Linked DNA regions of Gossypium arboreum: region 1 is linked to region 2. A link is a contact called in public Hi-C data. All regions are on one chromosome and are shown on one strand. Each heading gives the region's core, a stretch centred on a gene start, on an enhancer-like site or on the middle of the called end of the contact. The rest is flanking DNA. Distances are from core to core; before and after follow the strand shown. Region 1 holds the start of LOC108470902. Region 2 has its middle 29 kb from the start of LOC108471306.

What was found. Hi-C and Micro-C count contacts between places; a contact is called where the count stands out from the background.
Region 1: a Hi-C map of leaf shows a contact between it and region 2, with 2.6 times the contacts expected there. The contact joins the promoter of LOC108470902 here to the enhancer-like site in region 2. A contact is called at or near these places in 2 of 5 Hi-C or Micro-C datasets (both in leaf).

The regions. Positions count from the first base shown.
Region 1 is chr1:106,187,968-106,194,935 of ASM2569848v2, reverse strand. LOC108470902 reads left to right here and starts at 3,857. Exons shown (of 18, transcript XM_017772420.2): 1 at 3,857-4,482; 2 at 4,569-4,658; 3 at 5,006-5,125; 4 at 5,213-5,296; 5 at 5,783-5,860; 6 at 6,180-6,305; 7 at 6,389-6,466; 8 at 6,804-6,839; 9 at 6,936-6,968. The coding sequence starts at 4,096.
Region 2 is chr1:106,080,557-106,088,076 of ASM2569848v2, reverse strand. No RefSeq gene overlaps it. Among protein-coding and RNA genes, the nearest start is that of LOC108471306, 29 kb to the right of the region's middle. Within about 2 kb of position 4,531, at least 2 of the 2 cell types and tissues checked have an H3K27ac peak or open chromatin away from gene starts, as enhancers often do. A contact at or near this core is called in leaf, where this site is marked.

The sequences.
Region 1 (6,968 bases), core at 2,608-5,107, 110 kb before region 2:
GCGATATGTTTTCCGCATTTAAGTCTTGGAAAATTATGATTGAAAAACAGACAGGAAAACAGATAAAATACCTCCGCACAGACAATGGCTTAGAGTTCTGTTCTAATGAGTTTAATAGATTGTGCAAGTCGAAGGATCGAAGACACTTGACGATTCATCATACTCCACAAAGAAAAGCGGTGTTGCGAATCGAATGAATGTAATGATCATAGAGAAGGTTCGATGTATGTTGTCAAATGCCAACTTACCGAAATCGTTTCGGGTAGAAGTAGCCTCTACTGCATATTTTTTGATCAACCGATCTCCATCCGTTGCCATTAAGAAAAAGACTCCACAAGAGGTATGGTCTAGTAATCCTGCTAATTATTCTGATTTAAAGATCTTTGGGTGTCCTGCGTATGCTCATGTTGATAATGAAAAATTGGAACCGAGATCCATTAAATGTGTTTTTCTTAGTTATAAAGCTAGTGTAAAAGGGTATAAGTTATGGTGTACTGAAAATAGAAAAGTTGTGATTAGCAGAGATGTTGTTTTTGATGAAACTGCTATACTACCTAACTTATCTCTTAAATACTCTTCCAATAAAAAAATCAAAAGCAGGTGGAGCATCAGATTAATACAGAGTCGACTACTCAAGCCAGTACAAAAATTGAGAATAGAGTTTCTTCTTCACCGCAATACTCTATAGCCAAAAACAGAACTAGAAGAGAAATTAAACCTCCAAAGAAGTATGCCGAGGCTGATCTAGTTGCTTATGCCTTAAATGTGGCTGAAGATATAGATGCAAATCAAGAGTCATCTAATTATTCTGAGGCAGTTAGCTGTGAAGACTCAGAAAAGTGGATGTTTGCTATGCAAGAGGAGATGGAATCACTCCATAAAAATAGAACATGGGATTTGTAAAACTTCCTAAAGATAAAAAGGCTGTTCGTTGTAAATGGGTGTTTAAAAGGAAAGAAGGGACTCTAGGAGTTGAAAAACCCATATATAAAGCAAGGCTTGTTGCAAAGGGTTACATTTACATTCCAGGAGTGGACTTTAGAGATGTGTTCTCCCCAGTTGTTAAGCATAGTTCGATTCGAGCTTTGCTTGGTATTGTGGCCATGCATGATTTGGAGCTTGAGCAGTTAGATGTAAAAGCTGCATTTTTGTATGGAGAACTTGAGGAGGATATTTACATGTAACAACCAGAGGGTTTTACAGTCTCAGAAAAAGAAGACTATGTTTGCTTGCTGAAAAAGTCCCTTTACGGTTTGAAACAGTCACCAAAGCAATGGTACAAGAGGTTTGATTCTTTTATGACTTCTCATGATTTCAAAAGAAGTAGTTTTGATAGTTGTGTTTACTTTAAGAAAAACAGTGATGGTTCTTTTGTGTATCTACTTCTTTATGTTGATGACATGTTGATAGCAGCAAAAGATAAAGGAGAGATAAGAAAGGTCAAAGCCTAACTAAGTGAAGAATTTGAGATGAAAGATTTAGGACCAGCAAAGAAGATATTTGGTATGGAGATTCTCAGAGATAGAAAAGCAAGTAAATTGTACCTAAGTCAGAAGGGGTACATTGAGAAAGTACTTTGCAGGTTCAATATGTAGAGTGCTAAGCCTGTTAGTACTCCTTTAGCAGCCCATTTCAGACTTTCATCGACTTTGTCTCCACAATCAAATGATGAGATTGAGTACATGTCACATGTTCCATACTCTAATGCAGTGGGATCTCTCATGTATACTATGGTTTGTTCACGTCCAGATTTATCATATGCAGACAGTGTAGTAAGCAGATAGATGGCAAATCCCGGTAAAGAACATTGGAAAGCAGTTTAGTGGATTTTAAGATACTTACGAGGCACTACTGATGTTTACTTACAGTTTGGAAGAACTAAAGATGGAGTCATAGGGTATGTTGATGCTGATTTTGTTGGAGACCTTGATAGAAGAAGATCTCTCATAGGTTACGTCTTTACAATTGGAGGATGTGCAGTTAGTTGGAAAGCCACTTTGCAAACTACAGTCACTTTGTCTACCACTGAAGTTGAGTACATGGCGATTACTGAGGCTTGTAAAGAAGCTATTTGGTTGAAGGGACTATTTAATGAACTCAATGAAGACCTTCAAATCAGTATAGTTTTTTGTGACAGTCAGAGTGCCATCTTTCTTACAAAAGATCAAATGTTTCATGAGAGAACAAAACATATTGATGTTTAGTATCATTTTTTTGTGATATTATTGCTGGTGGTGATATTGTTGTGAGCAAAATTAGTACTCATGAAAATCCTGCAGATATGATGAATAAGTCACTTCCTATAACCAAGTTTGAGCATTGCTTAGAATTGGTTGGTGTTTATTGTTGAAGTTAAACCCTTAAGGGGTTTTATGGAAGAGGTGGAGAACTTGTTCATTAAAAGTTCGCGATGAAGAACTTGTTCATTGAGAATTTGTGTCAAGGTGGAGATTGTTAGAATTAAGTGACCCGAATTCTTATTTAAATAAAATACAATGAAAAATAAAATAAAAGTAAAATCCATATAGAACTAGACTTCTTTTATTTTATTTTAGAATAAGGTTTTTAAATCTTATTAAACTCCATCTATTTTATATTGATTAGGATAAGGTGTTTCAATCCTACTATAATATGGCTTTACAAAGCTATAAATAGAAATAGTCTATTCCTCTTGTATTGATTCAAATTTTCGACATAGTAAATTTTCTTCTCCTCTACCCGTGATTTTTTCCCAAAAGGATTTTCACGTAAAATTTGTGTAATCTTTATTTTATTTATTTTATTATTTTTATTTTCACACTTTGAATTGCACATTTGCTATCATTGAACCACTAGTTTCCCTCACCTTGGGTGTTAATTTCAATATTTGTAAATCTGGACTTGGATCTTTTACAATAAGTGAAAAAGTGAAGGCTTGTCAATATAATATCCATCTAGGTTACATTAACATCATCTCCTTTTCTTGAAAATTTTTAAAAAGAACTATAATTTTTCAGAAACTGACGTGATGAATAGTATAATCTAATATAAAAACTAGGCCTAGATTAAAGGAAGTCATCAAACTAGCTTATTGGAAAAGCATGAACTAGGATATTGGTTGAAATATGAAATTGCAACTCATCCTCTTACTTAGAAAATCAACAACAATTTATTACAAAAAAAGGGAAATCAGTAGCAATTAGACCTACTAAAGCCATATAAACTAAAATTCAAGTTGACAAAGAGTCGAAGATGCCTTCCATAAGCAAACCAGTCGAGCTGTAAGGGTAGTAGGACGAAGCAATGGGAGTTCCAATGGCTCAAGCAATATACCTAGCATAGAATCCATTTTTGTAAAAAAAAAAAAAAAGAAATCAACCGGCTAATCTATCAATCTTGCATCAATTGGGAAATAGAAAGATTAATTTTTCTTCTCAGTTTACCCAAATCCAAAAATTGAGAAAAACCCTAAAAAATTCTACTTTATTATTTAAAATGCCAGTAAGATATTTGCCAAGAAAATCAATAAGATGACATGTAAATATGTATATATATATATATATATATATATGTTAATTCAGCTTTTCCGTTAAATAATTTTGATAATGTTAGTACAAGTGAATCAATTTATTAATAATAAAAGTTAAATGGTGTAATTTGATTAAATTAAAGGTTTATGATTTAAATGAAAATAAGAGCTAAGTTTGGAGATTTAAAGTGCGAACTACTCAATAGACAAAGTAAAACTGTAGATACCAAAATAGATATCTTAAAAGTAAAGGATTAGACTAGAAGATTCAATAAATATAGGGGCCAAATATGGTATTATCCCAAAGTTTTAACACATTTAATTTTAAAGATCACTTTTCCAAAAATTTGTGTCGCGGAATCTAGTTAACCTAAACGTCTTTAATGGACGTTTGCCCTTTTCGCTGCTAATTGTCATCAACGAATATAACTAATTTGGCCATTTTGCCCTTTCCTAGCCACTGCTACCACCCGCTACGGCCGTCACCTTTCTCTTCCACTTTACAGTGTCCCTCACAATCACTGTTTTCCATTCCGCTAATTTACTTTTAAATTCCGAAACCAACCGCGTCAAAAGGGAAAGTAACAATGGGGGGATGGTGGAGATTCGGAAAATGGACGGTCCTGATTATGTTCCTTCACATCATTTCCATTTTGATCTTCACCAAAGGCTTTCTCTTAACCCGAACTGAACTTCCCCATTCCAGCCACTGCTCTGATCTTTCTCAATCTCCTTGCCATTCGTCCCCTTCTTCTTCTTCTTGTTGGACCAAGCCTGCCGTTGACCGTCTCATCATCATTGTTCTCGATGCGCTGCGATTTGATTTCGTTGCTCCAAGCTCCTTTTTTGAGGAAAAACAACCTTGGATGGATAAGCTCGAAGTGTTACAGAGGATGGCTTCAGAGAATCCTTCTTCAGCTAAGATTTTTAAAGCTATTGCTGACCCACCTACTACCAGCTTGCAACGTCTGAAGGTTTCTTTTCTTTTCGTTTTACAAGTTTCAAAGTTTTTAGTTCATGAAAATAGCATTTCACGGTTTTGTTTTGTTGATTTTATCAGGGATTGACAACAGGGGCGCTCCCTACTTTTATCGATGTTGGGAATAGCTTTGGTGCTCCTGCCATTGTTGAAGACAATTTCATTAATCAGGTTTATCTGATCATTGCTCTTTCTGTTTATGGAAGTGAAAATTTGAAGTGGATTTGAGTAGAAACTCCAATATTAATTTCTTTTTAGAATTGAAAGTTCTTTTTTTTTTTTTTTTCCCTCTAAGAAAGGAGAATGTATGCCTTTCCTTTTACATGGAACGATTATGCTGGAGTAGTATGACATTTTAGTTCTTTAAAATAAAAAAAAAAACTGATTATTCTATTATTTTCTACTTTTTTCCCGTTTAGGATGTAAAATCTAAGTAGCAAAGTGGTTACCAAATGAAAAGCTTAATGTTTATTGGTGTTTTTCATTCTAATTTGTTTTACTTATTTATTTATTTTCAGTTGATTCAAAATGGGAAGAGAGTGGTGATGATGGGAGACGATACATGGACACAGTTGTTTCCTAATCATTTTAACAAATCCTATCCATATCCTTCTTTTAATGTTAAGGATCTCAACACGGTATGCCATGTTTTTAACTGCAATTCGTCAAAAGTGACTCTGTATTTAAATGGTTGCGATAAATGATGTCAATGTTGTTTTATTCAGGTAGATAATGGATGCATTGAACACCTACTTCCATCATTATATCAACAAGACTGGGATGTCCTTATTGCGCACTTTCTTGGTGTGGTATGATTAACATGGTTTATTTCAAGTTGAGAAAGTTTAGATAAATATTCGGTTAGTTAACTATTCAGGGTTATTTTCTTTTGGAGCCTGAAGCTGAATATGAATATCTAGGGGCTTCTTTATTAGATCTTATGCTAATTATTACTAATTCTTTGGTGGAATTGTTTTCCTCTTCCTTATTGCCTCTTCACCTAGGTGTTATGCTACTTTTATTGAAATCTAATTTTACCTTAAAAGTGGAACATGCCCTGAAGAAAAAAAACTATCTAAACTTATTACCTTTACCTTGTTTAGTGTAAATGTATCAATTGATATGTTCTCACCGCGTGCTGCAAAGTTCGGTTAACTGATTTAAAGCTATTGTGGATGATTCTTATGTTTCTAAAATTACACGAGGTTTCTAAGATTTTGCATACGGTTACACACTCCCCCCAATGATCAAAATGGCAATGATCTCCACCGTCTTATGGACTTCTGTTTGGTCAGGATCATGCAGGCCATATCCATGGTGTTGATTCCACTCCAATGATCGAAAAACTGGAGCAGTACAATGCAGTTTTAGAGGTAATTTCTTGAAGCAATACAGTTGTTTCTTTCAAATGGTTTAGCATCTTTACTGTTCTGCTTCCATGGATTCTCCATCATTTTTCTCTTCTATAATGAATTTTTACTTTTTTCACTGACTTTTTAAGAAATAAACAGCCCCAACCAAACCTACCTGTTTCGCAAAATTTTCTATAGAGAACTTATTTTTGCTATTTAGTCTTCTGGATGCTTGACATGGAAAATATCTTGTAGAACTCATGTTGCATTTACTTCTATTTTTATCCTTCTGTTGCTTCCTAAGAGAACATTTAGCTTTTATGTCTCTGCCTGAATTCAGAAAGTAATTAAAGAGCTCCAGAACCAGTCTGGACCTGGCAAGTTACATGAGAATAGTTTACTTCTTGTAATGGGTGATCATGGACAAACCTTAAACGGGGATCATGGAGGAGGAAGTCCTGAGGAGGTATGATGCTTATATTCTGATCTACGACATAGAAATTTAATTTTATTATTTGGTTTTTCAGTCTTATTTGTTTTATCATGCAGGTTGAAACATCAATATTTGCTATGAGTTTTAAAGATTTGCCTTCCCTGCCATCTGAATTTGATTCTTCATCTTGTGAGGTAAACTTGTCATTTCCTCACTCTTTCAATATATGTTGGCGGCTTCTAGGAGGAATAGAGATTTTCTTTCTCTTAGGCTGCTTTTGTGTGCCTTTGTTCATAAAAGTCGAGAAAGAGAAGGAAAAGAGCCTCAATACATTAACATTAGAGAAAACTTTAACTGTAATTTTTTATCAGGTGCCTTGATTATAATTTTATATTAGGGTTCCGTATGCTACAACATTTATTTGGGGGAAAAAATTTTGTCAGATGGTAACAAGTTTATAAATTTTATTTAGCATTCTCATGAGCCAGAAATTTTTTTTCTTTTCTCATTTTTTTTTTCCTTTTGTTGCAGCCTAGCAAAAATATATGTATCAGCTCCATCCCACAGGTTGGAATAGTCTTTTACTATTTGTAATCCCTAATCACTTTCCTTTGTGTGTTTTCTTCATTTAAAACAAGTTTTAAGTCATATCATCTGTTGCAGCTTGATTTTGCAGTAACAGTATCATCGCTGCTT
Region 2 (7,520 bases), core at 3,282-5,781:
TGGAGAAGTTTCGATGTAAAAGCAACGCAGAAGAATCTGGAATCTAAAATGAGGATCAATTGACTAATTAAACAACTAAATCGAACTCCAAACATTAAAGCTAACATCCAAAGCTAACATATGTCGAAAACTTTGATGAGACTATTAAAGTAGAAAATTTTTGCTTACTGGCAAGCGAGCAGCAACAATTTGAACCTAATTCAGTGGAGGGGTGTTACTTTCGAAATATTTTCCTAGAAAAAGGTCCACTTGAACCATTAACGAAAATTCACAATGAGTGACAGTAATATCTAACCTCAACGAAACAGACAAAATCTAGTGAGAATAGACGAAGAATAACGAAAAAACTTACGCAATAAATCAATAATCGAAGCAACAAACTACACAGAACACCCAATTAAACCCAATTGCAACTTATGGAAGCAATCAAAGGATGAAAGGAAAAAAAAGAAACAAAAAGAGAAGAAGAAGAACAGTAGAGAGAAAAGGGAAAAATAAGAAAAAAATTAAGTTTCAAACAATAGAAGTTATTTACTTGTAAAAAAAAAAACTACATTTATTTACTAAGTGGCAAAAATATTTTCTCAACATATGTACAGATACTTGAACATAGGACTAGAAGGTATGCAAAAACTTAATCATCAAACCAACAGGCTCCTTCTTGACATAGATTAACGCGGAAATAAACTTAATTCAAACGTTCAAGGATAAGAGTTGAACCAAAAGAATAACAAAATTTTTTAAAAGTGGGACTTGAACCCCTGACTTCAACCATACAATAGAACACTTAACCATTAAAATAGATTCATGGCCATAGACAGTGCTAACAACAATAGTTCAAAATTCAGGGCGTTACACATTTAACCAATGTTTATTCTTTATATGTTAAATTAAAGAGTAAATCAGTCATTTTTGTTAAAAATTTCATCAATTTTTACCATTAAAAATTGGAGTGTTTGATGAAATAACCATGAAGTGACATGTGGCGTGCCACGTGTTCATCATGCCGATGTACAAGGATCAAATTTTAACAACAAATTTGAATTAAATTTTTAACACAAGGATTGATTTGTTTTTTAATCTAATGTATATAAATTAATTTATCTAATTTTAAGTTAAAAAATAAAATATAATTCAACTTTTAATAAAAGGTTTTCATAATACTTTTATTCACAAACTCTCTATCAACGCAATAAACAAGAATTGTATGAAGCCCAAACCCATCAGAACTATTTTTAAAGGACATATGTCAACAAAGGAAACCTTATGGGTTTCGTTAGATTATTGATATTATAATATTAGGAAAAATAATAATTTTCGTCCTTGTACAATATTTGTGCTTTGATATAAATTTAATATTATATTTTCATTTAAACCATCTACACTATAAAAATATCGTTAGTCGGCTGATATTTATTTATTTTTAAATCCGAAATTTCATATGATATTTGAAGTTTTATAAATATTTACAAAATAACTTTTTAAAGCTTGATTCCTTTGTAAACTTTGATAATGCATAAGTGTAGCTTAATCTAAACAAGATAAAAAAATTAAATATAGGATAAAATATTTATATTAAAATTTATTTGATACAAATTATCAATGTATAAAAATTCTATAAATTTATAATACTTAAACAAGAGCAAAGATAAGTCTAAAATTTGATGTTTGAGGCAGAATAAAAGATGATAAAAAAAAAATTGGCCAAAATTAGGATATGCCCATTAAGGGGTGAAGGACTTTGTTTGCCACTTTGGATCCCTTCATGAACATAATTATAACATATATGTGAATATAATACAAATATAAGGATTATTGCTTAAAACAAATTGAAAGGATACATACTAATCATGTATTGTATCATTTTAATCCAAAAGCTTTTGTAACTTGGGAATAAGAACTGGATGCATATTTTAAAATTCAGACTCTAAACATGTGGAATGACTATGAATATGGAATGAATTGTAAGAAATATGAATACACTAATATTTAAAGAAAGATTAACGTGTATGTGACTTGTGGAAAACCAAAAACCCTAATTTCAAGACGATTGTGTTTTCAATTTTTCATTAAATGTGAACATAAGAAAATAATTAAAAAAACATAATATGATGGAGATGTAATATATAAGAAATATAAAGTTGAATATAGAGGTATTGAGCAAAGTTAAATTAGTAAGTCCAAGAATAATGTTGCACCAACTTTTTGACGCAACAAAGATTGCAAATGCATGCCCTTAATTCATCGTTTATTTTCTTAATCTTCTTCCTTCAGCACAAATCTTTGAATACTTTTTGTCTTTAAAATAGTTAGTTTAGCTGGAAAAATATGTATGTATATATCAATTTGTGAGAGCATTTTGATTTTCGAGAATAATGAATAAAAAACAGCTCTTTCATACATATTTTTATTCAAATTTTCGAAAACCTCTAAATAACTCTTTTAAGTTTTATTGCAGTTTCGTTGTAACAAGTAAAAAAACGAGATACAATACTAAAAGTTATAAACAACATTCTTATTTTTGGATATTCCCTTTTGGGTTTGACTTTGATTTTTAATATTAGGGTTTATTTTTCTTTTAAATTGGTCTTTAAAGTTAGCAATTATTCTCTCATTAGATTTTAACTAGGCAACTATTCTTACATTAGGCCTGAATTTCTATTTATCCAAGGTAATCCTTAAACTTGATAATTATTCTCATACTAAGACTTGAACTTTTTTTGTTCAACATTTTTTCAAGAAAATATTGGAGACTAAATTGGACAAAAAAAAAAATGCAAGGCTATATGTGAGGAAAAAAAAATTCAAATCCTAATATGAGAACATTTACCATATTTAAACCCCAAAACATTAACCGGCCATTTGGTTTTAAATTTACGTTTGTAAGATCTTATTCAAAATTGAATTCAACAAACTATAATTTAAGCTTAATCAATTTAGAAATTATTGCAAGTCTCACACTTAATGAGTTCACTCACTAATCCTCAAGCTTTCCTACTGAATGTTCCCACAAAATGAAATTATAGTGTGTCAAGTAGAAGAGAATGATTGAACTTTTGAAAGGACTCCATGCCTACTTTCCCACGGTCGATAAGTTAGTCTCCTAAAAATTGGGATATGATAGCTATTTCATTATTCCTTTAATACATAATTCTAATCTTCTAACTTTCTCAATCACCATCCTCTTAAATAAGAAAAAAAAGAGAGTAAAAACCCCATAATTTTTTAAACCCTAAATTAAATCGATCTAAATCCAATATAAAGCCATAATTACCCATTGTATATGAAAAGAATTAGGCAGCATATTGTTGCTTGCAGCGTTGAAACATTCATTGCAACATCCGTTTGCACCAATATTTTGTTGAATTAATGATTAAATACCTTATAATCGGAGTTAAAACATGTGAATTTAAGGTATAAAGAACATGGGTTTAGCTAAGTGTTAAACTATTTGTATCTTAAGCTCTTCGTTTGAAGATACCCTATTTTATTAATTTTCTTCCATAAACTCAAAATTACTTGTTTTATTCTCTTGATTAAAATAATATGGCCTGATACAAGAGTTTTTTTCGAATTCCAAATATTAAGAACCCTAAACTTTGTTGTATAGTTATCTTTAAAAGGTGATGTTCATTTCATTCAAGAATCAATTAAAAAATTATAACTTTAAGCCCAATTAACATTACTTCGTCTTAATAGTAGTATAATCTTATTTGGGCCTGAAATCGACTTCTTAAAAAAAGCCCCATTTATAAATAAACCAGAAAACCTAATTTCTCAGTACTACTTGGGATGTGAGGTTGTTTCTTCTATATAATCTTCCAGGGCCACCATTGCTTCAACGTCAGTGATTTCCCTTTTCTTTTTCCTGAAAATTTAGTATTTATACCCATGCCAAGACCTTGTATTTTTTTTTAAATCTATTATTATTTGTTTTGTGTTGAATGGAGTTTTCTTTTTCATTACATTCAGCCGAGTTTTATACATATTTTTACGTATTAAAAATGTATTTGTGTCGAATACATATACACAAAAGCTTCAGCATTGTCTGTGCTTCCAAATATACCACAGATTTTAAAATATAATACAAACAAAAGACATGTTGAAAATGAAAGAGATTTGTGAATCTGCACCAATAGTTGGTGAATGTACACACTTCGGTTTGCCTTTCTATGAAGGCGAAAGTTGATGGACCAAGGATGACTAAGTGCCGAGTCCATTCTTATATGAAACTTGTCCCGTTAAAAATTGCGTGTCATCTAGTAATGGAAATGGAAAGTAAAGCTTACAAAGGAAATTATCGATTTATGATCTATGCTTTGCCAGGAAGGGATAGGTAAGGCCTCGAAGCTTTCTAAATTTCAGTGATGATGTTGGAGAAATGGGAGAATTCAATGACTTTAAAGGGCTTCAATGTGACACTGTAGTCGAAGATGAGGATGACTGATTTTGAGGGTAAAGATATTCCTATCTTTGCTGTTCGACGTAGCCACAATCTTCTTACACATCAGCCTTCTTTTATGCAAACCATCGGCATTGATGTGTTTGACGAGCATGAATTCAAGTTGTAAAACCATTGGACGCTTTTGCAAAACGTCCTATACTGTCCTTGTGCCGACTATTTTAGTCGACTCGATACTATTTTCTTTTTCTTGCTCAGCATATGAATAGAATATTATTAACCAAGCACAGAAACAAGAAACGACAAATACAAGCGATGTTGACAGCAACAACACCAGCAATGAAGTATAAAAATACTTGCAAAAAATACCCTACACTCCCCTCTTACAATTGCCCATAGGGTTGTGCAAAATTCGGGTAAAACTAAAAAAATTCGGTTAACCGACCAAATTCGGTTAATCGGTCGGTTAACCGAATTAATTCGGTCGGGAGTCGATTAATAATTTTTTGAGTTTTCGGTTAACGGTTAATTCGATTCGAAACCGGTCAGTTAACCAAATATTTTCGGTTTAACCATAAATATTAATAAATAAATTTATAATATATAAATAGCCCACTATTTATTCAAACTCAATTCAACGTAAACCCAAATACCCAATCTAATATATATTAACCCAAGTACCCAACCCAATCCAATCATAAAAATTACAAATAATTTAATAAATAAAAATAAAAAAACATATAATTTTATACAAATAATTCGGTTAATTTGGTTAATTTGGGTAATTCGGTTAATTCGGTTAATTCGGGTAATTCGGTTAATTCGATTAATTCGATTAATTCGGTTAATTCGGTTAATTTTATACTTATTTTAACCAAAAATAAAAAAAAATATAATTTTCGGTTAATTCGGTTAACCGACCGAATTAACCGAAAAAATTTAGGTTCGGTTAATTTTGTTGAAAAAATTTCGGTTCGATTAATGGTTAAAAATTTTGAAAGGTCAGTTAATTCGGTTAATATTATTTCGGGTCGGTTAACCGGTCGGTTAAACGATTGAACACCCCTAATTGCCCCTTTACTAGCGGCGTTTCTGGTTTCTCCTATGCCATTAATATTTTTTGCTTAAAAAAAGGCCGCTATTCCTCTAATTTACTATAGTGATCAAAAGCCAGTTCTGAAGTTTCTTGTCTAGAAGTACGAGGTTGTTGATTTCTATTGGCCTCTTTTAGAATGTCATTGACCTCTTCTAGAATGTCCACTTAAAAGGTGTTTTTGATTTCCCTTATTTTTTTTTGAAATAGAGTCCTTTGCATCATAGGTCTAATGTTAGATTCATGGGTTGAAATACCTATAAGATGCCTTTCAGGGACAATCAACCTTGTAGAGACATTTGCAGTGGGTATATGAATTATTTTTTGAACTTCAAGTACGTTTGTTAAAATTGGACAAAGTTGATGTCGAAACTCTTTTTTTTTAAATTGTCGACTTTTATTTAAAAAGAAAACGAAAAATGGGAGTCGCCACCAATCCTTTTTAATGAGGTGTGATTGGGTCACTTCATGATCGATCGTTTTGATAAAATGTTTTATTTACTAAAACACCAATTTTAGTCTACGAAATTTGAGAAAATAGGTTCGGGAGTCGGCTACGTACGAGGAAAGATTAGCACCCTCATAATGCCCAGAATTGGTACATAATTGATTAATTAATGTCTAAACGTCGAAAGTTGAAAACTTGAAAAGCATTTAAAATACGATCCTCTCTTTTTTATTAACGTTAATTTTACAAAAAAAATATTTGGATAAATTGAAGCCGATGCTAAAGACCTTCTTGTCCCGAAGTAATAAAATGTCACATCCAGTACGTTAGGACACGACATTTTAAACCCTCGAGAATAAGCTTGTCTTTTGATTTTCAAAATTCATGCATTTTAATTTTAATAGGATATTAGGACATTTGGGTCAAACGAGAAAAATCGAAACCCAGTACGTTAGGGCACGATCTCTCGAATTTCTAAACACAGAATATTGCATTTATTAATTTTTTTTTATGAATTTAGGATGAAAATTGATAAAATATCTAAAAATGGTATGCAAATAAAGTTTTATGCTAACGAATGACAACAATATGAATGTACTAATAAACGATTCATAGTTTATGATGGCAATAATCACGTAATATACATCATTTAAATGCCAATATTAATGATCAAAGAAAATGAACTAAATGATAACAATTTGAAATAAATAATAAAAAATCTTAAACAAATAAAAAAGGTTTAAAAATAGACACTATAAAAGTAATTTGAAATACATAATGCGAGGCGACTTATGATGATTAATATACCAACATTCTAAAATAAGATAATACATATAAAGGAACTTAAAATAAATAAAACATTTTAAAATGTCATAAAGAGAATCTAGAATAAATATTACATAAAAAGTAATTGAATAAATAATACATATATAAGAATACATAATAGCTTAATATAAATAATATAAAAAACAAAATAATAAATGAATTATAATCATAAGAAAAAGGGCTTGAAGAAATAAATAAACAAATAAATAAAGTATTAAATGAAATATTAGATAAACAATTTTTTTAACATAAAAAAATAAAAGAAATTGGAGTTATAGAAGGTTAAGGATTAATTTGTAGTAAAAAACAAATATAAGATACAAATCATAAAAAAAAATGATGAAACACCAAAAGGATCCAAATAAATGCGCGTGAAAAAGAGAAGGACTGACTGGGAAAATATCCCAAGCCCTCAAAACGCACATGTTTCAGTATGGACTAAAATGAAACAACTTCAAACTTATTGGGCCAAATTAAAAAAAACAAAGACCAAAGGGATCTAATTAAAGTAGGTGTAAAAGCGGAAGGACCTATAAGGCAAATAGACCATTTAAAAAAAACGCAGATCTTATTAATTGGTGGGTCGGATTTCGGGTCAGAGGCCAAAACGACGTCGTTTTGGCCTCTAAAATTAATCTTCAAAACGGCATTGTTTCTTCTTGCTACATAAACAAATTTTTTTTAAAAAAAACTCATTTCAGCTGAAAATTTTTTAAAAAACTCAAAAAGCTTCTTGTTTTCTTTGCAGGGTT